4 separate regions of the Mus musculus genome follow, and all the other regions are linked to region 2. A link is a contact called in public HiChIP or PLAC-seq and promoter capture Hi-C data. All regions are on one chromosome and are shown on one strand. Each heading gives the region's core, a stretch centred on a gene start, on an enhancer-like site or on the middle of the called end of the contact. The rest is flanking DNA. Distances are from core to core; before and after follow the strand shown.

Region 1 (5,605 bases), core at 812-3,311, 850 kb before region 2:
CAGAGATCTCCTGCCTTTGCCTCCTCAGTAGTGGGATTAAAGGCATGCACTAACACCGACTGCCCAGTTCTCACTACATTCTTATGTTATCCCAAATCTCTGATATTTACAGGAGTTTATAGTCAGGGTTCCTCCCACCCAAGCCCTCGCCCACCAAAACAGAGAGATATTTGAGTTCACTTTATAAAATGGCACAGTACTTGTGTGTAGAAGAATCCACATATATTTGTCATATACGGTAAATAGCTGTAACTATATGTAGGGAATGCTCCTTTAAAAAGTCTATGTGCATGGTGGCTCACGCCTTTAATCCTAATCCTAGAGGCAGAAATGTATAAGTTCCAGGCCAGCCAAGGCAGACAAAAAGAAAGCAAACAAACAAAAAAGAGAAAATAAAGTCTATGTACATTAAATATAGATGCAATTTTCAAATAGTGTTTTTAATCTGTGTTGGTTGACTCTGGATTTGAACTCATACAGAGGGCCAATTGGAGCTCACACTTCTCCATCATACTGCGGTGGGTATAAACACATTCAGTTATTCCTTCAGAAAATCCTTTTTTTTTAAGATTTATTTACTTATTTATTTATTATATATAAGTACATTGTAGCTGTCCTCAGATACTCCAGAAAAGGGCATCAGATTTCATTACAGACGTAACGTGGTTGCTGGGATTTGAACTCGAGACCTTCGGAAGAGCAGTCGGCGCTCCTAAACCACTGAGCCATCTCGCCAGCCCCCAGAATATGATTCTTAAAGACGCAGACTATTCTATGTGTTTCTATACACAGAACTTGGCACACACTTTACAAAAGCACCCCATACTCTTCAGATTGACTTTTTATTTCCCACCACCTATCTACACACATGCAAACTCATCTGCAAACAGACCTCCTTCAGGGCAACAGAGACAAAGGCTGCCTTTCCTAGGTCAATTATATCAACAAAGTTCCTTTGACCCAATGAACTCTATTTCCAGTGAAATAAAAAGTGTACGAGTTCCTTCAACATGCACTTGAGAAGTAGTGGCGACAGTCTCGTGGGCTAAAACAAAATGTGATTCCTACATGTAGTTTCTTTCCAATTATTACAAACGTGTGAAAAACGTATCAGAATGGATATCAGAAAGAGGAAGAAAGGAGAAATACAGAGACGTGTAAGGAAAACAACTAGTGGAAACATGGTTTTTGTCTTTTCAAGACAGGGTCTTTCAGAGATCCGCCTACCTTTGCCTCCCTAGTGCTGAGACTAAAGGCGTGCACTACCACGCCCACCAGAAAATACTAGTTCTTTACACAAGTTTTCAAAGCAAGCTCATTCAGAAAGGGGGATGTCGAAAACACCCACACTGCGGTCAATTTAACGATAGTGACACTGGTTCCTCTAACTGATTCTGCAATTTAATGCCCATGGCTTGCCAGAGAAACCGGTGTATCCTTTTAGGTTCTTTAGCCTACCTCATTCTCGACATTTGGGAGGAAAGCATCTTGCTACGTTACATAATGTGGGCCTGGCTACTTGCGTGCTTATAACCAATTGCATCTTTTAAGTCCAACGACAAAATGACAGCTACCTAAAATCTTTTTAGACCGTGACGTCACGAATCAAATTCTACTTAAAGGGGAGGGTACTCACACGACGCTCACCACTGGCCCCTTCAGGCTTCCTACCCTGCTCCTTACTGTGGCCACCACCCAGACACTTTGTCCCGTCGGCAGGCCACACAAGAATCATAGGCTCTGGAACGGCCCTGATGTCTTGGAGGGATTCTAGGGCTTAGGGTACCCAAGGACAGCAGGAGAGGGGCTTGGTTTCAGAGAGTGGGACTGATCTCCGAGGGTCGCGAGGACAAAGCCTAGCAAGCGGAGCTCCGCACTGAGGGCCGAGGGACTGCACGGTGTCCTCCCTCCCCCAGTCTCGGGGATACAGGCCTGGACCCTCCCTGGCGACTTGTCGGGGAAATGGAGATAGGCGGAAACGACCTCTGTCACCCCTACCTTGGCAGACGGCACCACCGTAATCTTCTTGAAGTTGTAATGCGCCATGCCGGCGGTGGAACGCACGAGGAACCAGGAGAAGCGGAGGACCGGACTTCCGCCGGCGGAGGTGGGCGGGACTTCCGCTATCCGGCGTGACACAACTTTGGCTGCCGGACTCAAGCGTTACATCATTTCCTGAATGTCCGCGAGGCGTGGCCCACGCGTCCGCCTAGACAGGCTTCTAGTCCCACAGCGTCCCCGCTCGGCCGGGAAGTCCGCCGCCAAGAGCCGCGGTAGAGATCTGCTGGGTTTAGAGGTGGGAGAGATAACCTTGCGGGGTGAAAGGGAGACTCCCGGCTGGCCACCTTGGCGGGGCTCTCAGGAAACACTGCCCTCACCCAAGCCGGCTTCGGGGCTCCAAAGGGTGTTTCCAGCCACCTCTGGGGACGCCGCGGCCAGAGCGAGTGACGAGCGGGAAGACGCAGCGCGGGGCTTCTGCATCACTTTGGTGTCCCTTGAGCAAGAAAGGCTGTCTGTCGCCTGGCAGTGTGGAAAGTTATTTATTCGAGTAAATTATGTTGACGGGGCTTCTGTTAATGGAGTAGACTGCATACTTCCAGGTGGCCCGAGTTTCCTCTCCTGACCTTGCAGTCTCGAGGTGGTTTGTGGGTGCTCCACCTTCACCTGACCTTCACCTGACATGGGCCAGTGAAAAAACTCTGCCCCCCACACAGCTGCCCAGAACCCAGGCACCAGACATAGACACAAAGTCTGATCCGTACAGACCTACATGGATTGAAGCCAACCTTCCCACTTGCGTTTTCCCTGTCAGTTTAATTAAGCCACCCATTTCTTTACCTTAATCCATCTACTCTTGCCTCATGATTATCTTTTAACTAAAAGACCCTTTCTCAGGTGTTGCCATCTTCTTCAAACCTTTCTCCCTATTTTTCTGTGACATCCATCATTCTGGTACTTGATGTCTAGAATGCAGTCTTCTTTGCTAATTTACCTTCCTGAGTCTCTCCCTAACTAGATAATCCTCAAGGTTCTTCCTCTCCTCAAAGTCTCCTTTCTCCTTTCTCCTTCACAGCCCCAGTGTGGACTACTTTGATAATACAAGTTGCTTTCAGCCTGGTGTCTTTTTTAATTACAATCAGACATTTTCAATCAGACTCCAGATATGTTAAATTGGGTATTTCCCAAGAGCATTTACTTTCTGCTTTTCTGACTAAATGCATCTCTCTGTGCTGTTGGAAAGGACAGTCTCGGGCTGGTGAGATGGCTCAGCGGGTAAGAGCACTAACTGCTCTTCTGAAGTTCCTGAGTTCAAATCTCAGCAACCACATAGAGGCTCACAACCACCCATAATGAGATCTGACACCCTCTTCTGGTGCGTTTGAAGTCAGCTACAGTGTACTTATGTATAATAATAAATAAATCTTTGGGCTGGAGTAAGCAAGAACTGAGTGAGGCTCGGCAGTGGTGGCGCATGCCTTTAATTCAAGCACTTGGGAGGCAGACACAGCTGGATTTCTGAGTTTGAGGCCAGCCTGGTCTACAGAGTGAGTTCCAGAACAGCCAGGGCTACACAGAGAAACCCTGTCTCAGAAAAAGCAAAAAGGAAAAAAAAAAAAAAAAAAAACTGAGTGAACTGAATTGATCGGAGCAAGCAGGGTGGACTGGAGCAAGCATAGGTCCTAAAAATTCAATTCCCAACAACCACATGAAGGCTCACAACCATCTGTACATATACAGTGTACTCACATACATAAAATAAATAAATCTTAAAAAAAAAAAAAAGGCCAGGCGTGGTGGCGCACGACTTTAATCCCAGCACTCGGGAGGCAGAGGCAGGTGAATTTCTGAGTTCGAGACCAGCCTGGTCTACAAAGTGAGTTCCAGGACAGCCAGGGCTACACAGAGAAACCCTGTCTCAAAAAACCAAAAAAAAAAAAAAAAAAAAAAAAAAAGGAAAGGAAAGGACAGCCTCACATTCTGACTCCCCACTAGGGTACTGAACAAAACTGAACAGAGTCAAGAGCAAGGTTGACCAAGACTAAAGACCTTGAAACAAAGTTAGTAGATGAGGCCTCAGGGGCAGAGGTGAGGTCATAAGAAGAGTGGCCCTACTGATGATGAATCCCAGGAACAGGAGCAGAGAAGGAAAATTATGGAATAAGGCAAAAGAGCTGTATGTGGTCCCACACAGTGGGTTAGCAGAATCCAGGTATTCACCAAGGAGACTCAGTCCTTGGAGCCCAGCTCAAATAGGAGGAAGTGGATAAGGATGAAGCACTTGGACAATTGATAAAATTTTCACTCTCAGGTAACTCAAGAATCCCATATGGTGTTAAACCTTAAATAGGGCTGACTATAGCTCAAGCAGTGTTCAAAGCAGTTGACCCCAAATTAACTCACTTAGCTCCTACAAAAACCTTATAATATTTGGTGAGGAAACAAAACTATACAATTTTGTTATATGTAGAAATTATATAAAATTATATAAGATATATAAGAATTATATAAAAAGCCTTGAACATGTGGCTTGGCTCCTACAAAACCTGCTTTGACATACTGCTTCTAAGTCATTGTGTGTGCTCTCTCACTTTTCAGATCTTTTAACAAGTCCTGCTCTTCTTCATGAAAATGTCTATCATGTTCCCATCGTTCCAGTATTAAAAATCAATTTGAAGCACATTGCCATTTGTTATCTTAGCATTACTGCTCATTATTGTGTCAGCAAGTTAAATAAGCATGCTTTGATTATTCTAAATGAAACCTCCAAGATTACTAGAATTTACTGGCTGTAATCACATACTACCCAGGAAGGCTCTGTCCAACAAATCTGAAATGAGCAAAGCTATTTCCCCATTGTTCCTTTATTCAGGTCCTGTATTTTCTCAAACTCCTGGCTTTCCCCAAACTATTATAGAACCAACTTCTTTTTTGTTGTTGGACCCTTTTTTTTAAAAAAGTTGTTTTGGGATTTTGGTTTTCTTTTGTTTTGAGATGAAGTCTTGCTCTGTAGCCCAGACTGGTTTGAGACTCATTGTTTAACCCAAGCTTATCTGGAGCTCAGCTTGTAGCCTAAGATGGTCTGGAACTCACTATATAATAAAATTCCTGAAATTTGTGGTGATTCTCCTGCCTCAGCCTCCTGGGTGTTGTTGGGTATATAGATATGAGACACCACCACACTTGGCTAAACTAATTTGTTTTTCTTGTAAAGTGCTGGAGATTGAACTAGGCAAGCACTCCTCCACTGAGCTCCACCCCCCAGTCCTTTTTCTTTTACCATCGTTTAGATAATACATTATTTGCTTCTGATGGGAAGCCATTCTTTCTTCAGCACTTAATCTAAGGGAAGTAATTGAAAAATATCTTACATTTATATGACCTTAGTATTTATATTAACTTAGTTATTTACAGTTTAATATTTTTTTAAAATCCCAGAAATAGCCAGCCATGGTTTCACCTTTAATCCCAGCACTCAAGAGGCAGGTGGGTCTCTGAGTTCAAGGCCAGCCTGGTCTACAGATCAAGTTTCAGGACAACCAAGGCTACACAGACGAACCCTTTCTTTGGGGGGGGGGGGGGAGGAAGGAAGGAAGGAAGAAGAAAA
Region 2 (5,732 bases), core at 2,503-5,002:
ATTTGGATTTTGTGTTGCTAAAATTTCTTTCCCTCCCAGGAAGAGATAAACTATGTCTTCAGCTGTTCCTAAGAGTCCAGTGACACATGGAGGAACGCATTCCACTGACATTCACTCTGGGGATGGGTGAGGGATTACAGGCAGGAGGTGGGTGGTCTTAAAGCAGCCACTCTAGAAGGTCTGCCCTCCCCTAAGTCCCCATAGATGGAGCCCCCTCCCTAGTTCTCCCCAGGCTATATGTTTCTACCCCCTCTCTGAGGCTACATGCAATTAGGGCAGAATCACATACAGCTAGTTGGGAGAAATGACTGGATCCCCCATGCTATCAGTACCCATTCTGTAAGAGGAGAGCAATAGCCAGCAGGCCCATATGATACTATAAGCAGGCACAACTGAACTCAGGGAGATGGCGGCAGTTTGCCTCAGAGGATAGTGCTATAGAACCCCACGAAGTGTGTCACTGAGGGTGTTTCCTGAAGCATTTAACGGAAGAGAGGAGGCTCACATGGCTATGGCAGGTATTATGGATGGGGTGTGGTTCCTTACTCACTAAATAAAACAAGCAAGAGGGTAGAGCATCCGTGTGCCATGTCTCTGCTTCCTGACTGTGGACATCCTGATGCCATGCCTCGCCTCCGTGATGGACCATATGCTGGAATTAAAGGCCAACACGATCCTCTCCCCTCTGAAATTGCTTCTTGTCAGGTCACAGCAGTGAGAAATGTAATTAACACAAAGGCCAACTTTATATCCTTTACTCACTTTCTTGCTCGGACATTTAAGAAACTAGCAACCAATCTCAAATCCTGAAGATTTCCCTTTTCCTTTTGCTAAGTTTTAGCTCTGTTGAGACCCAACCCACCATGACTGTAGCCATTTTGTCCCATGCCTGCCAGCTATTTCATACTGTTGCTGTAATGTGCCTGCCAGCCACTGCCACAGAAAAATAACTCAGATCAGGGTCATGCTGACCATATACCCTGCTTATTTTCTGTATATTCTGAGGTTTGTTAATCTTAAGAAATTGGACAAAGGTAAGCTCTACTTAGGACCAATCAGAATCAAGGTCAGTTAGAACTGTGCAGTCTTGCTAGCCAAAGTAGCTTGGGTCAGAGCTGAGCTCCCTGCAGCGCCTGCTGTTCCTGCATATGACATCATTGTGGGTTTTTTCACCTTACAAGTCAGTGTGATGGTTTGTATATGCTTGGCCCAGGGAATGGCACTGTTGGGAGGTGTGGCCTTGTTGGAGTAGGTGTGTCACTGTGGGTGTGGGCTTCAATAACCTTGTCCTAGCTACCTGGGAGTCAGTATTCTGCTAGCAGCCTTCAGATGAAGATGGAGAACTCTCAGCTCCTTCTGCACCATGCCTTCCTGTCTTGATAATAAGGAACTGAACCTCTGAACCTGTAAGCCAGCCCCAATTAACTGTTGTCCTTATAAGAGTTGCCTTGGTCATGGTGTCTGTTCACAGCAGTAAAACCCTAACTAAGACAGCCAGTCTTGAGAAATGTTCGGGGTCATAGCCTCATCCCCTGAATTCTGAGCTATGTCCCCGACTGATCAGTCACTCTTAGGTTGTGTGTTCTATAAACTATTCCTGTCTGACTGAGATTGGTGTTCAGGTGGATTATGGGTGACTGTTGGACCTCAACAAGTTCTAGCTCTTTAGATTTAATCTTGCTCCTTAAATGCAGGTTTTATCCATTTCTCAATTATTTTTTGTGCAAATGTGTGTGCATTTTGTGTGTGTATGGTGGTGGGGAGGTGGGTGGAGTTGAGAGGACAGGCAGCCTTGGCTATCAGTGTTCAGATGCCTTCTGTCTTTTTGATTGAGACAGTGTATCATTGGTCTGCAACTTTGTCTCCTAGGCCAGGCCTTCTAGAGATGCTCCTGCCTCTGCCTCATCCAGACCACCTTGCCTTACCTTTTGTGTGTGTGTGTTTTTTTTTTTTTCTCGACAGGGTTTCTCTGTGTAGCCCTGGCTGTCCTGGAACTCACTTTGTAGACCAGGCTGGTCTCAAACTCAGAAATCCACTTGCCTCTGCCTCTCAAGTGCTGGGATTAAAGGCGTGCGCCCCCACACCCGGTTTGCCTTGCTTTTTACATGGACCCTGGAGAGTGAGCTCATGGCCTAATGCTTACGAGGCTGGTCCTGTACAGTCGAGCCATCTCCTCAGCCTTTAGTTAGGATCTGTTTCTTTTGTCTTGTAAAGTCTACCTAGTTTGCTTCTCTGTTGCTGTGATAAAATTTTGACCGAAACCAGCATGGCAGAGGCCAAGGCTTATTTTATCTTGTTTTTTTATTTTTCTTATTTAGTTTTTATTCATAATCATAAACTTACCTCTACAATCCAGCTAGATTTGGAGGGGAATGAGGAAAATATGGAACCCAAGGGACCTCAGTGGGAGTAGAGATGACTGACAAGGTACTGTGAGCAGAGATGACAGGGTACTGTGATTACAAGGTACTGTGAGCAGAGATGACAGGGTACTGTGATTACAGGGTACTGTGAGCAGGGGGGGGGGGGGTTGCTCTCCTGTGCTAAAGGAGGGATGGTCCAGTGGGTAAGATGCCCACAAGTTAAAAGAATTAGAGTTGTCTACAGTTGGAAATGGTGATCTTGTTGTGTTGAAAAAAATACTGGACTCAGAACCAGCTTTCCTCAGACCTCAGGCTGCTACAAACACCCCTTTCCCTCCTTCAGTGCATGCACACACACACACACACACACACACACACACACACACACACACATTCTCTCCCCCTCCCCCAAGGCTTTGTACTCTGCACAGCCTAGGTTCAACAATGTTCTGTACAGTCCCACACTTGTGCTTAAACATGCTGCTGTTTGCCCAGTGGATACAGAAAGAGGCTGTAAATTAGTTGCTTTTCTATTGTGACCTGGAGATCCATCCCATAAACAACCACCAAACCCAGACACTATTGCATATGTCAGAAAGATTTTGCTGAAAGGACCCTGATATAGCTGTCTATTGTGAGGCTATGCCAGTGCCTGGCAAACACAGAAGTGGATGCTCACAGTCATCTATTGGATGGAACACAGGGCCCCCAATGGAGGAGCTAGAGAAAGCACCCAAGGAGCTAAAGGGGTCTGCAACCCTATAGGTGGAACAACAATATGAACTAACCAGTACCCCCAGAGTTCGTGTCTCTAGCTGCATATGTAGCAGAGGATGGCCTAGTTGGCCACCAATGGGAGGAGAGGCCCCTTGGTCTTGTGAAGATTATATGCCCCAGTACAGGGGAATGCCAGGGCCAGGAATGGAAGTGGGTGAGGTTGGGGAGCAGGAGGAGGAGGGAAGGTATAGGAGATTTTTGGAAAAGAAACTAGAAAAAGGAGTAGCATTTGAAATGTATATGAAGAAAATATCTAATAAAAAATAATAAAAAACATAATCTGATGAACGCACTCTCTCAGTTGAGATTCCTTCTTCCCAAATGACTGCAGTTCCTGCTAGGTTGAGAAAAACTAACCAGGACCAAGTCTATGGCTCCCTGTCTTCTTCTCTTCCTTCTCCATTGCTGCTCCCCAGAGGTCTTTTGGTGTGTGAATGTCTTTGCACTTCTTATTTTTTTCTGTGGCAATTTTGAAAAATTTCCAAATATAATGGAATAGCATTAGTAAATACGTACTTCTTTTTGGAACCCTGGAAATTCCATTTAAGATGGTGTCTAAAGCGGAGCTCAGGGCCAGCTAAAGTATTGTACCTGAGCTAGCACTGTGCACAGCTGCAGCCAGAGCTGCGCTTGTAACTGCAAACTGACCAATCAGTTCTGACGCTTGGTGTTATTCACCCACACCAACTGTTGGAGCTTTCGATTTCTTTAACCAAATTCTTTGTTCTTTTTTCTGGATATACTCTGCCTTTACTCAAATCAACATTTCAAATCCCGAGACTCTAAATAAAGCTATTTTGCAGTTACAGTCTCCATACTGACCACAGACAGATCATGCTTTAATCCGGTCCTGTTGAAGCGAGGCCATGCCACTGCAGTGAGTGGTCACACAGTGTCCTCTGGTGGTCATGCGGGAGAACTGCATGCATGCTCCATGGTTCCGCGGTCCAAACTAATATATTGTTAGATTAAATCATAATTATTGGGCTCACTGTTTTGGGAGTGGGGGTTGCCGTATTGATGAAGTCCATGTACAGGATGTAAGATTAATATAGAAGCTGAATCTTAGAATTTGTATGTCTGTGAGAATAATCTATTGGCTTGGACTGGAGCACTGGCTGTTGAGAGTAGAGAAAGGATTCAGAAAGCTCTCAGTCTTTGAGAATCCTGATGATGGAGGTCATGGATATCAGCTCACCACATGTGAATTTAAATTCCGTCCAACTTTTCTCCAGTCCCCATTCTCTGGCTTGGCTGGAGAATGGTCCCAGTATAAATGTAAATTCCCGTTATTTATAGAGTCTGTGGCTCTCTATTAAGTTGTGTGAATATATATTCAAATTTAAATGAAGTGGGCAAATTTCGTGAATGGAAAACAAAATGTGGTGACCCACATAATAGTTAGTGAATTGTTTCTGCTCAATCAAAAGACCAAGAAAGCCAATCCCTTCTCTTGCTTCGTGTTCTTCACCCAATCTCTTCCCAGATTCCATGTTCCTCTGCTATGTGAATTCCAGTGCAACTGTAGCTGTCACACAGAGATGACCGTGCTAATACCACCTTGGAATGCAGTAGGTTTGGAATACTGCTCAGTGGTAGAGAGCTTGCCTAACATGTTCAAGGCCTAGGTGTGGTCTTTAGCAGTGTGCACATATACAGTACACCACACACACACACACACACACACACACATACACCACCACCAAATTAAAATAACCCAGACAGAGGAAGCAGGTGGCACTGTCATGAGAGTCATCTCTCCTCCAATAGAGACACATACCTTGACAGACAGAAATCCGCTCAGAGCAGTCAGCTTCCTCTCCTTCGCAGGCACATTTCCAGATGTGGCAGCTGCCTGCATCCTAGATGCTGGGTGTGAGTGGATGTGCCCCTTTGGACCAAAACATCCTGATGTGTGTGTGTTGTCCCATGTTATCTTCTCCTTCTGCTGGCTACAGATGGAGCAAATGGATAACTTTTCTCTCTGCATTGTACTGTAGAGGGAAGCTTACCTGTCCATCAGAGACACCGGCTTCAACAGTCAGTGAACAAGCACTTCAGCTCTGGAGTACCAGTCCTCTGCCCCAGCACACATGCTTGGGGCCCGTGGCTTTGGCAGCTAGTGTTTATGTAGTCAGTGAAGACATTGGGTGTGTGTGGCCTCTGATATCTTGATTTGTTTTTTTCTGGATCAACCATTGTTAACTTTTCCTGGAGAGATGAACAAATATCTACTTACCCACATAGGCAACCAACAAAAGACCAAAGAAACCATACCATTCAAGTATAGCTCAGTGAATCGATTAATTTAACTGTTGTTGCCTACAAGGTCATAGCCAACTTACAGATACAAGTTGCTGGGAGCTCAAGTGTGCCTGGAGGCCATGTTCCACGTTATTCTCTGAATGAGATGGGGTTCAGATAACTACTTGTGGAGTTAACGCTCTGTCCAGACACACGAGGGAACCACCTAAGTGACAGAAGATTTGACCTGGCCTGCCATTTCACAGGGTTCAGTCTGATTGCTTTAGCAGAATGTCATGGTAGCTACAGAACGTGGTGGCATGGACTCCTTATCTTATGGGAGGTAGA
Region 3 (5,614 bases), core at 316-2,815, 570 kb before region 2:
ATGTGTGAAGATCAAGGTCATATGCTTTCACAACTGCTGTCTGATTGGATTTCAGACCTGCCTCACAGGAGGAAACATATGCCTGGTACTGCAAATCTGGCTGGGGAGATCATAGGTAGGAGTGAACCTAACCTACTATTACTACTCCGCTAAAGGGACGAGGCATCAAACTGCCCTCTAAATTTGTATTTCTCTACCCACAGACTAGTGCAGACTTCCGACCTCATCAGAGGAATTTCTTTGTGTAGTGGTTGACACAGAAACTCACAACTGATCAAAGTGGAGAGAATAGATGTCAGTAGAGTGCTCAGTCACAAATAGGGCGTCTGTATCATAACCCCACACCCGAAGCTCAGAGACCATCACAGAAGACGGAGTAGAAAGATTGTAATAGTCAGAGGTTGAGGAAAACTGGGAACAAAACTGTCTTCTGGACACGACAATACCTCTGGACTCACAAACTCACAGAAGCTATGGTTGCCAGCACAGGATGAAGGCAGTTAACATTCTAGCATGCCATAGCAAAGGGCTAATGAGCTCCTATCCCTATGGCCAGTTGATGGCTTCTCGGGGAGGGAGAGTCAGTTTTTTATTATTTTTTTCCATAAGGATGTGCCTCCTGTGAGATCAGCCATCCTGAAATATTTGAGCAGAACAAATTGGAGTCCATAGGTTATTGAATAATAATAATAATAATAATAATAGACATAAAATTGGGATAGTAGAGAGGTGGGGATGACTCTGGGAGGAGCTAAGGGATACATTGTAGGAGATTCTCAAAGAGTTAATAAAATGCTTTAAGAAGCAGGTGGATGTTTAATGTTAGGAGATGCTGTTTTTACTTTGGTTTTGTGGTGTTTGGGGCTTCAGGGGCAGCTAGGTGAGATTACTCTGGAGACAGCTGGCCATGCGAGAATGCCCCCAAATAGTCAGACTCCGTATCAGCCATTCAGAATAGACATTGATACCATCACAGGCGATGACCAAAGGGAAAAAAATTCACAAGAGGTAGAAGAAAAGCAGGGGATGATATTGTAGGATGTGAGGGAGAAGACACTTGCTGAAGACTCCTTAGGCTGGACAGTGTGTGACAGACCCAACCTACCTTGATTTATTTCCACGGATGGGAAAAATGAAGTCTAGACAAAACATTGTGTGTTTCAAGGTCATATAGTAGTCTGTTCTAGATCCATGCTTTTAAACTTCAAACCTAGGACTCAATCTATGTCTCATGCTGTTTTGTTTTTTTTTTTTAATTATTTTTTCCTCTTAAAAGTATTTTAAAAAAATCAGCCCTCGATGATCCAGAACATTTGAAGTTTTAACAAGCAGGCTAGGGTGTGCTTCCGAATGCCTTCTTTATTTTTCTCCTTGAGTCTTGAGGAGCCTAACTAAGCCTCAGGGTTGGGAAGACCCCCTCCTAAGGCCAAATGCACCACTGTCCCACGAGCGCGCTCTCGAAGTACTCGCTGGAGGCCCCGCCCCCCTGAGCGCGCGCCGCCGTGGCACGTCCGCGCGCTCCCACCCTCCGCGCGCGCCTTCTTGTTGCCCGGTGCGCGCGCAGCGGCGCTCGCTCCCGCCGGGGCAGGGCGGCCGCGGAGCAGCTCGAGAGCCCTGTGGCCGTGACCGCGGGCGGGCCCGTGATCCGGTGCCGGCCGAGCGGGGCCGGAGCCCGCGGCTGGGGGAGGCGCGCAGAGAGCCGGGCGCGAGGCCACCGCCAGGGTCGGGGCCGCGCTGAGGAGGCTGAGGAGACTGACGAGGCACTGAGGAGGCGCTGAGGAGACGCTGAGGAGGCTGACGAGGCGCTGAGGAGACTGAGGAGGCGCTGAGGAGACTGACGAGGCTGAGGAGGCTAAGGAGAAAATCCCCGCGCGCCTGCCCGCCGCCGCCCGGCCTCCCGCTCCCGCCCGCCCGCCGCCGCCTCCTCAGTGCGGCTCCTCCGGGTTCGAGTGGCGGCCGCTGAGGAGCCCTCCGTCGGCGAACAAAGAGGAGGCCGGCAGGGCGGAGGCGTCTGCGGCGAGCATGGCGGACCGCAGCCTGGAAGGCATGGCTCTCCCGTTGGAGGTGAGGGCCCGGCTGGCCGAGCTGGAGCTGGAGCTGTCGGAAGGTAACAGCAACCCCCCTTAGCCCCGCGCCCGGGCCGGGCCGGGACACCGCTTCTCTGGAGCGCGCTCGGGGCCCCGCGGGCCGGGCCGTGCTGTCACTCCGGGGAGGGCGCGCGCCGGGCCTCGGGGTGGCGGGGCCCCGGCCCTGACCCTGGCCCGGGCCCCGTGTGGTGGCCCCGGGGAGGGTGCATGTGTGTGCATGTGCTTGTGTGCGCGCGTGCTTGTGTGTGTGTGTGTGTGTGTGTGTGTGTGTAGTGTGTGTGCGTGTGTATGTGTGTGTGTGCACGCGCGCGCGTGTGCGTGCCGCGGCCCCCGCCCTCCAGGCTCAACTGGCACGGTGCAGCCGCGATGCCCCCTGCGCGCTGCGGCTGGGCCCGGGGCTCCCGGCTACGAAGCAAGATGGAGCAACCTTTAGGGCTGCGGGGGAAATGGCCTTGGTGGGGATGTGCGCTCTTCCCTAATGGAGAGGCGCTGCGTCCTTGATGCAGCTGCAGTACCACCACCACCACCACCACCACCACCACCACCATCATCACCACCACCACATGCACCAGCAGCACCACCAGCACCAGCACAGCACATGCTTCCACGCTCCCTGCTTGGGGACGGCCTCTGAATGGCCTGATTTTAATGCGAAACTTGTCAGTGGACTTCGGGATTGGATCCCCCTGAGGCTGCAGGCACACGGTCCTGTCAGCGGGAGGAAGATAGTAGTACTATTGTTCCGGCGTGTTTGTGACGAGCTGGTTGAGTTAGAGCCCTAAAACCTCCCCCCTCAGGCCAGGTTGGATGCCTCCTTCCCATCGTGCCGGATAGAGACATTGAGACTTTGCGGCTGCTCTGCTGTGATTTCACGGAGTGTTATATACGCTTTCGTCTTTGCTCTTCATGGTGGACATCATGTGCTCAACTGTCATAAGTTTCAGCTTGGGTTTTGTAGGTTCTTTTTTCCTTTTTCCTCCACTAAAGTTCCAAAATGTGTCTAGTAATAAATATTTAGCGGTCATCCCACTCATTGAGAAGACTACAGCTTAGTGGTGTGGAAATGGCCTGTCGTCTCTCTTGAGTTAATATTTGGAGCAGTTTAGCATGGTAAACTTTTTTTTTTTTTGGTAACGATTTGTGAGGGCCAGCAGCCAGAACGTAAATTCATTCGTGCCAGTTTTCATCATGGGGAGGAGCTGACGTTGACTTTACGTTTTCCCTTTTAACACTTGCAGGGTGGAGAGTAAACCAGGTGGCTGTAAGTGTTGCTTCTGTTATCAGATTCTCATAGATTAGACATTTTCTTTATCCCGAATTTGGGGTTCTCCAAGGTGTTTTGGAAGCAGTCCCTGGGAAGCTCCAATGGAGGAAAAGATAATGTGTCCCAGACTGTGCTTCCTGCCTCAGTTCTGACCATCTAGAGATAAGAGAGAGCATCACCCTTCCACAGGCAGAAAGGGCAGGGCTGAATTCTTTAGATTTAAACTGGAAGATGAGGTATGCAGTGTGGACAGTGTATTTCTAGTAAGTAACTATAAAGAAACATTTGTGTTTTGTTAGACTTGAGATAGACTGTCTTCTTCAGCTTACCAGCGCTGTTTTATCGTCTGCATCCTGTATTGAAAGCACCCCTTCCCATTCATGTTCTCACTCAAAGCAAGCACCTCTGCTATCTGCACTATGTTAATGTGATGTGTCTCTGCCCACCCATACTTGAAAAGTGAGAAGCCATCTGAACCTGCATTGAGCCCTTTCCGCAGGGTCTGAATCTCCCTGCCTACTAGGAAGTCAATTCACATTTACTCTCAAAGCCTCACATAATGCCTGGAGCCACATATCCTGCTCTCCTCTTGTTGAGAGTAGCTGTCTGTTTTGTTTTTAGGTAACAGCGGTCACCTGTCATGATCGATCACTCTTGAAGAGTGAGTGTTGCCCAGAGAAGTATGGAAAACCACTTTAGATGAGGTGTACTTAGCTTAACTCCCTGTGAGCACCTTGTGTCTGTATAGAACTTAGAGGACTCAATGAGTTTCTTGGTGAATGGGTGGGCTTAGAGAAGTGTGTACATATATTTGTATTCAGGAAGTCCTTTTCTATTTTCTTTTTCTATATGAGCTATGTTGAGACCTGACCTAAACTTTTAAGAATTACAAAAAGAATAGAATAGAAAAGAAAAGAAAAGAAAAGAAGAAAAGAAAAAAAAAAGCCTTTTGTCACTGTGTTCAGCTTCTGCTACTCCTTGGAACCTGCTCTTCTCCCAGCCCCCACCTCCCATCTATGTATTAGCTGTGCTACCTTTGACTTTATTATAAAGTGTGGCTTTGTCATTGTTGAGTTTTGATTGTGATTTACAAAAAACCATTTGAAATTCCATGTCTTGTAACCAAGGGGATTGTTTTCCTGGAAGAGATGAATCAATTTGTTTTCTAGTATTGCTGCTATTCTAGTATAGAAACCTAGGAGGTGAAGATCAAGAATCTCTGGGTCTCTTTACCTTGCCTAACTGGGAGAAAAAAATCCCAACATACCCAGTTTCAAAGTGAAAACTTAGGATGACTTTTACTGTCAAATTATTGCAGTGTACTGCTTCCCAGTATATTGTCCACCAAAATCTATATGGAAAGAGTTAAGTTCCTTGTCTGTACATGCCTTTAATCCCCGTGCTCAGGAGACAAGCAGTTCTCTGAATTCTAGGCCAGCCTGGTCTTTGTAGCAGGTTCCAGGCCAGCCAGAGCTACATAGTGAGACTCTGTCTCAAAAAAGAAACAAACAGAAGAGTTGGTTATTTTATTTATTCAACTATCAGAATATCAGAAAGTGTTACAGGAAAATCTGTGGAATTTCCAGGGCTCATTTTCTAAGAGGAGAATAAAAGAAAATTCCATTTTAATGACATACATTGAAAAAAAAATGACCAGACTATTAAAGTTTTTATATCAGCTACCAGCCTAAATGAGTTGTAGATTACCTAGATTTCTATACATTGGTTCACTTTGGGTCTGTACCATCTACTGGGGTGCTGTTATATATACTGATGCTATTTTTATTTGATCAAGTTATTGTTTGTTTGATAAGGATTTGTCCATTGGTAACTTGGCTGCAGGTTTTTTGTTTGTTTTAACCTTCCTGCTTTATTGTGCCTTTGCTCTTTCTCTAGCCTCTGTCACTGCCCAGTGCTTCCTTCACTGAGAAAAGCTAGGCTTTGTTTGCCATTATAGAGTCTTGTCAGTAAAACCCAAGAGGTTTTTGCAGGAGGTGTAGTGTGCAGCTTCTTATATTGATTCAGACAGCCCTGGGCCTACATGTGTGAATATATTCACTGGTGTGGGGCCAGGATCTTGGATCTGTTTAGACACTTGAGTCTGGACATGAGCTGGGGAAAAAGCCATTCCTGAGCTGGCTTCTACAGTATGCCTGGCAGGGCTGTGGTGGGGCCTTTCTCATACTCTTTTTCTTAGATAATTTTTCTTCTTTAAAACCAACAAGCAAACACAACAGTAACAAACAACAACAATGACAACAGA
Region 4 (5,516 bases), core at 1,587-4,086, 750 kb before region 2:
AAAGAAGGTAAGAGCTAGAGAATGGGAAGAGTAGTGTGAAATATTACTTTTTGTACATGACATGGCTATGCACACTCATGAGCTCACAGTACCTGTGGTCATCTGCATAAGCCCTGCACAAGATTAAGGTAGCCAAAATTCTGGTATTGATGGGAAGTGATCTCCAGGCCCCACCACTTACTGAGGAGCTACTGGTTTTGTTTGTTTGTTTGTTTGTTGTTGTTGTTTGAGAATGTTGTCATTGGCAAGTTTCCTGTGCTCCAGCGGAAGATCCATGGGCATATGAACAACACAGTGTATCAGCTGGCAAAAGCACTTATCAGTTCCTTGGCTAGTACTTACCATTTAACTGGGGTGGGGTAGCATTGTGGTGCCAGTTGCAAATTACACTGAGATAGTCTGCTGGCAAAGGCCCATGCTACTAACTCTGATGATCTCAGCTGAATCCTTGGGACCCAACATGATGAAAGGAACAAATTAATTCCCACATGAGAATCAATCCCTTCTACCTAAAAGGGGTATGTGTGTGTGTGTGTGTGTGTGTGTGTGTGTGTGTGTGTGAAGAAGAGAGTTCCCCTTTCCCTCATTAACTCTATTATTTTTGGATACATATACACATACAAGAAAAGAAAATGAAGTGTTTAAAAGTTTAAAAAGGGGGATAGTAGTGACTGGATGGATATCTTGTTTCAGTTATTTTTTTGAAACAGTGTTTCACACTGACGCTCCCCAGGAGTGCTTGGAGTTCAGTGATCCATCTGGTTCACCTCCATGAGCTGCTCAAGCAAAAGGTGAGAGCCATTGCATCTGGCTCTGATTGCTAAGTCTTTACTAGAACTACAAAGTACAGAGAGGACCTAGAAGGGAGATAGGATCACAGGAAAGGGGCGGGGGGGGGGGGGCGTGGGGGGAGATAAGCAAGAGTAGATCAGAAGTAGAGGGTAGGCGTATGAGGGAAACAGAATCATAGTGATTAGGACCTAAGATGCTCTGGATCGTAGGTTCTCATCTCTCCCTCTCTATCTCCCTCTCCTCTCCTTTCCTCCCCTTCTCCCCTTCTCTCTCCATGCTACGAATGGAAGCCAGGGCCTTTCATATGTCAGGCAGGCACTATCACTGAACCACATCCCAGGGGATTTATAGGAAAAAACACCTATTAAATGCTGACTTGGTTCTCAGTAAAAACTTTGTATAGGCTGTGCTTTATTCTAGCATAGACTGAGTTGACTCACCCAATGTCTTAAGAATTCTTAGTACACTAATGTAATTGGAAAGTTAGGGTGTCTCAATCTACAGGGTAGGAAAGGAAATAGACCGTTTTCACTAGTTTGTGAAAGTCCTTCTTTTTATGCAATAGTACTTAATGTTATCCTGTAGGAAAGACAAGGAGCCATGAAGATCTTTGTTGACAAGATGGAGAAGATATATTTGAAGGACATACCTGTTGGTACTCTGGATTAGGTGTACCAGTTGCATTTACGGACACCAAATACCCCGAGGTGTTAACAGCAGGCAGAACTACCAGGGAAGGGAAAAGCATTAATAGTACTAATGTTGTATATTCTTTCCAGTACCAGAGGCAAGCTTTACTTACAATTTATTATCTTTAGAGACACGTCAATGAGTAGGGCACATAGTGCCAGGCAGTACTTCCAACTCGGGAGGTGGGAGGCAAAACAATCAATGCGAGGGAGCCAGCCTGTGTAAAAATAGTGAGAACTGGTCTTTGAAGAAGAAATACCGTGAGAATAGTTACTATGAGACTAAATACTGTGAGAATGCCTGTGAAATAGTTAACTAGGAAACAGTCTTAAGCCTAGTAACTGCAACAAGGTGTCACATAGAGGCTGGGTGAGGTGGCTCACTTGGTTAAGGCCTTTGCTCTGAAGTGTAAACACCAAGAGTTTGAGCATCAAGACCCAGAGGGAGGAAGAGAAGAAACTCCCACAAAAAAGACCCAATACAGGAGAGTCAAAGATGGTTCTTCCAAAATGCACTCTTCAGTATTTGAAAAATGTTCCTAGAAACCAATGAGCAGAACCATGGTATGGTATGGTATGGTATGGTATGGTATGGTAACCATGGATATTGTTCCAAGAGAGCTTTTTCATTCGGGAAAAATTCGTATGGCTTCGAATAATGAATTATAGACAGTAAGCAACCGGCGAATAAACGCAGATAAGTAGGCAGCAAGTTTTAAGTAAAGTAAATGTAATATACGTTTTTTCTTTTTTTTTTTTAAAAGAAAATCGATAAAAGAAGGGTTTTAGTATTTTCAATTCTCTGGGAAGCGACAAGAGCAGGTTTCTTTGCTTATCCAAATCATTCTTGTCCCATACTGAAGTCGGGGAAGCTGTAGAGAAATGCCGGACATGGGTCCAGGTCCTGGGGACAGCGGGTCCGGAGCGAGGGGTGCGCTTTCAGGACGCCACCAGCCTGGGACGCCCCACACCCCAGCACTTGCTCATAAGATGCTAAGCTGCCTACAACTGGCGCTCCGACTGCTACAGGGCGGGGCTTGCAGAATGGGCGGGGAGAGACGAGGTGTGCGGCGCGCGCAGCAGCTCAGGGCGGGGCGGGGCGGGGTGGGGCGGCGCGGGGCGGTGCGGGGTGTGGGGGGGGAAATTGGCGTCGTGCGCGCACGCGCCAATCACAGATGCCGCGAGATGGGTGCGCGCCGAGAGGCCGGGGGAAGTAGAAGGGAGGACTCGCGTCCCCTCTTAGCCAATCGCTACGCAGCGCCTCCATGACGCTAGGCTCTCCTGGGCGCCAAACGCCAGTCGGCGGGCCGGGTGGGTGAGGGCGCCGGGGTAGGGCGCGGGGCCGCGCGGGGGTGGGACTTCCGCAGGGCCCCGGAAGTGGGATCTGTGTGTTCTCATGCGAACGGGAAGGAGCGTTGGGGATCTGGAGTCTCGAGGTTGAGACATTTTCGGGCCCGAAAAAGGAAGGATCGGCTGCCGTCGCTGCCAAGTCCGCGCCCGCTCTTCTTTGCTGTCTCCGGCCCGGCCCGGCCGTGCCGCCTTTTCTTGCCGTCTCCCTCCTCGGCCGTCCCCGCGTGTTTTGCGCGGTCGCCGGGCACCGGGGCTGCGGCGACGAGCCCGCGGGCGGCCGGTCGGGCGGGGCGGGCGGCTGACAGGTGAGCGGGGCGGTCCTCGGTCACCGACGGGGCGGCCTCCCTCCGCGCCCCGTGCTCGGACCCGCGCCTCCACCAGCCTGTCACCGGGCCGCCATCTTCCCGGAGGGACGGGGCCAGTGGCGGGCAGGGCCGGGCCCGGGCGGGGAGGGGAACGGCACAGGGCCGGGCTGGGGCCGGCGCTGGGGAGGACAGAAAGAGGGGCAGTGCCGCGGAGGGAGCGGCAGGGCAGGCTGGACTGTGGCCCCGATAGCCCGGGGTAGGCTGGACCTGGGAGGACCTGCGGGCCGGGGTCAGACCTGACTGACACGGCCCTGGCCGGGGAGGACTGGAGCGAAGTGAGACGTGTGCAGAGTCTTCCCGGAGGCCGCGTCTCCCAGGCTCTTGGGGGTTTGCCTATGCAGCCCGAGGAGAATGGGCTGGGGTCGCAGGCCACCATCGCCCCGAGGGCAGGCGGGCGGGCCCCGGGGACCCGCAGTGCGGCGCCCGGGGCCTCGCCCCCCTCGGTCCCGCCGGAGACCGGCCAGACAGCCGCGCTCGCTGCTGCGGGGAGAGGTGGCTCATTAGGGAATCGCATTCCTTTAGAACCAGGAAGTTAGGATCCTGTTGCTCGAGTGTGTGTTTGGAATGCTGCTCCCTTTTCCCCCATACACTTGATAGACTTGAGCGGGTCCGACTTTGAGATAGTTAAGAAATAAAAATTAAATGTGAAGACTCATGGTAACCGGCCAGGAACCTCTTAACCACCTGCTTCTCAGTGGTGTATAGTAGAACATGAAGTTTGTTGAGTTGAGGTCATTGCATCTTGTGACTTTCAGTGAATGTAATCTTGTTAACCCCCTCGTTTTTTGGTGTAAGGTGGCTTTGAATTTGGACTGACTCGAAATGTGAGAAAACGACCCGGAGAAAAATGATCTCAATCTGCCTTCCATTCGCGACCTTCTCACTGGCGTTGGAATACTTTGTTTTAATCATAAACTGAAACTTTGAAGTTTTCCATAACTGAACAAACGGGAGGGCTTCCCATGGCTGCAGTGGAATTAGTTTGTAGCACACAGTCAAACAAGGGAGTTTTAAATAGAGGCAATAGCAACTGCATTTGTTTCTTTTAGGATATTTAGCTGCTTCCCTTTTCAAATTGAGTTGAATATTTAAAATGCACTTGCAGTTTGTTTTGAGTTGGTGTTTGCAAGACCACAAGAGGAGAAAAGGGTGATGGTTTTTGTTTTTGGTGGTCTTTTAGTATATTATGTGCAATTTCTATACTTCCCTAACTTGGTTGGCTTCTCTTATTTACAGTCAGGGTTAATTTAATTGAGGCTTTTTTTCTTCGTGCTTAATATACCAAAATCCAGTATTGTAATCAAATTGTACAAGAAATAGTTTAAGGAGATTTGTTGGGAATTGCTAAAGTAGAATGCTCTCTGAAAGTTTATTTTTTAGTTAGTACATTTTCCCTTAAAACTTTAACTAGTTAGAAATATATTTCATCTCATATTTTGAAAACTAATGTGACTTGAGTTGACTTATTTATATGGAACGGCATGGCTTCTTAGTCATTAGAAGCTATCCTGAGCTCACCTTTGATTCCAGCACTAGGGAGGCAAAGGAAGGGAGGCCAGCCTGGTCTACAGATGGAATGTCAGGGCTACACAGAGAAACCTATCTTGAAAAAAACCAAAAACAAACAAACAAAAAACTTACTTTCTTGGTGACTAAAATTTTGAAAAGTCTCATAAGACTGATGTAAGCATGAAGCATGCAGATGTTTGCTTTTTGCTATTTTTATTGTTACTGAATTCCTAATTTTGATATTCTGCCTTATAGGTGGCAATTTTAATTTATTACTCATGTCTTGATCACGTGTCTCTGTCATAGAAGACAGGTTCTGAGACAGCATATAAGTTTGGAGAAGGGAGCTATACTATATGTGAGTAGGCTCCAGAGAGAAAATAGATGATTATAATGGGTGTAGAAGTTTGCATTCATTTTTCCACACTGTAGAAGAGCAGCTGAAATGAAGTAGCTGAAATTTCATAGTAATGCTTTGGGGGCTTGTCCATTTTGTAAAAAAGAAAAAATCCTGAGATTTGAAGAATTAAATATATGTGACTTACCTAAATATGTACAAAGTTTGACAAAGATGTATTTAAACTCTGTGGAAACAAATATTTCACTTAACCACCTGTTTTCATGAAGAAGTCTTCACAATGTTATATGAAACGAACTTCTGAATGTTAAGTGAAAGTCTGTATAACAGTTTAATGGTGATTACAGTAAACAGTGCCTTCAAGAAGCAGCAGGCACTCAGAGTTACAAACACTTTTAGACATGGCTCATGTTAGCAGCCAAGAAAGGGCTGATAGACTCCTCTCACTGTCGT

Evidence for each region. Promoter capture Hi-C pulls out the DNA fragments that hold promoters and counts their contacts. HiChIP or PLAC-seq counts read pairs in DNA pulled down with a chosen protein or histone mark.
Region 1: a contact with region 2 is called in a promoter capture Hi-C map of hippocampal neurons, with 8 times the contacts expected there. The contact joins the promoter of Gtpbp4 here to the enhancer-like site in region 2. A contact is called at or near these places in 5 of 39 promoter capture datasets (the 3T3-L1 cell line, the C10 cell line, cranial neural crest and 2 more), 6 of 484 Hi-C or Micro-C datasets (cerebral cortex, cortical neurons, myocytes and 2 more), 11 of 115 datasets of contacts at active chromatin or transcription factors (DN3 thymocytes, cardiomyocytes, embryonic forebrain and 8 more) and 2 of 9 other capture datasets (embryonic stem cells and liver).
Region 3: a contact with region 2 is called in an H3K27ac HiChIP or PLAC-seq map of VIP interneurons, with 8 times the contacts expected there. The contact joins the promoter of Dip2c here to the enhancer-like site in region 2. A contact is called at or near these places in 4 of 39 promoter capture datasets (the C10 cell line, cranial neural crest, frontonasal cranial neural crest and 1 more), 2 of 484 Hi-C or Micro-C datasets (bone marrow-derived macrophages and stem cell-derived neural stem cells) and 5 of 115 datasets of contacts at active chromatin or transcription factors (VIP interneurons, astrocytes, embryonic limb bud and 2 more).
Region 4: a promoter capture Hi-C map of hippocampal neurons shows a contact between it and region 2, with 5 times the contacts expected there. The contact joins the promoter of Larp4b here to the enhancer-like site in region 2. A contact is called at or near these places in 6 of 39 promoter capture datasets (the 3T3-L1 cell line, the C10 cell line, cranial neural crest and 3 more) and 11 of 115 datasets of contacts at active chromatin or transcription factors (DN3 thymocytes, astrocytes, bone marrow-derived macrophages and 6 more).

The regions. Positions count from the first base shown.
Region 1 is chr13:8,993,951-8,999,555 of GRCm38.p6, forward strand. It overlaps Gtpbp4 (GTP binding protein 4), which reads right to left and starts at 2,062. Exons shown (of 17, transcript NM_027000.4): 1 at 1,999-2,062. The coding sequence starts at 2,046.
Region 2 is chr13:9,842,974-9,848,705 of GRCm38.p6, forward strand. No RefSeq gene overlaps it. Among named protein-coding and RNA genes, the nearest start is that of Gm40665, 49 kb to the left of the region's middle. Within about 2 kb of position 3,753, at least 27 of the 459 cell types and tissues checked have an H3K27ac peak or open chromatin away from gene starts, as enhancers often do. A contact at or near this core is called in VIP interneurons, hippocampal neurons, neural tube and 1 more, where this site is marked.
Region 3 is chr13:9,274,960-9,280,573 of GRCm38.p6, forward strand. It overlaps Dip2c (disco interacting protein 2 homolog C), which reads left to right and starts at 1,566. Exons shown (of 37, transcript NM_001081426.2): 1 at 1,566-2,107. The coding sequence starts at 2,023.
Region 4 is chr13:9,091,045-9,096,560 of GRCm38.p6, forward strand. It overlaps Larp4b (La ribonucleoprotein domain family, member 4B), which reads left to right and starts at 2,837. Exons shown (of 18, transcript NM_172585.3): 1 at 2,837-3,136.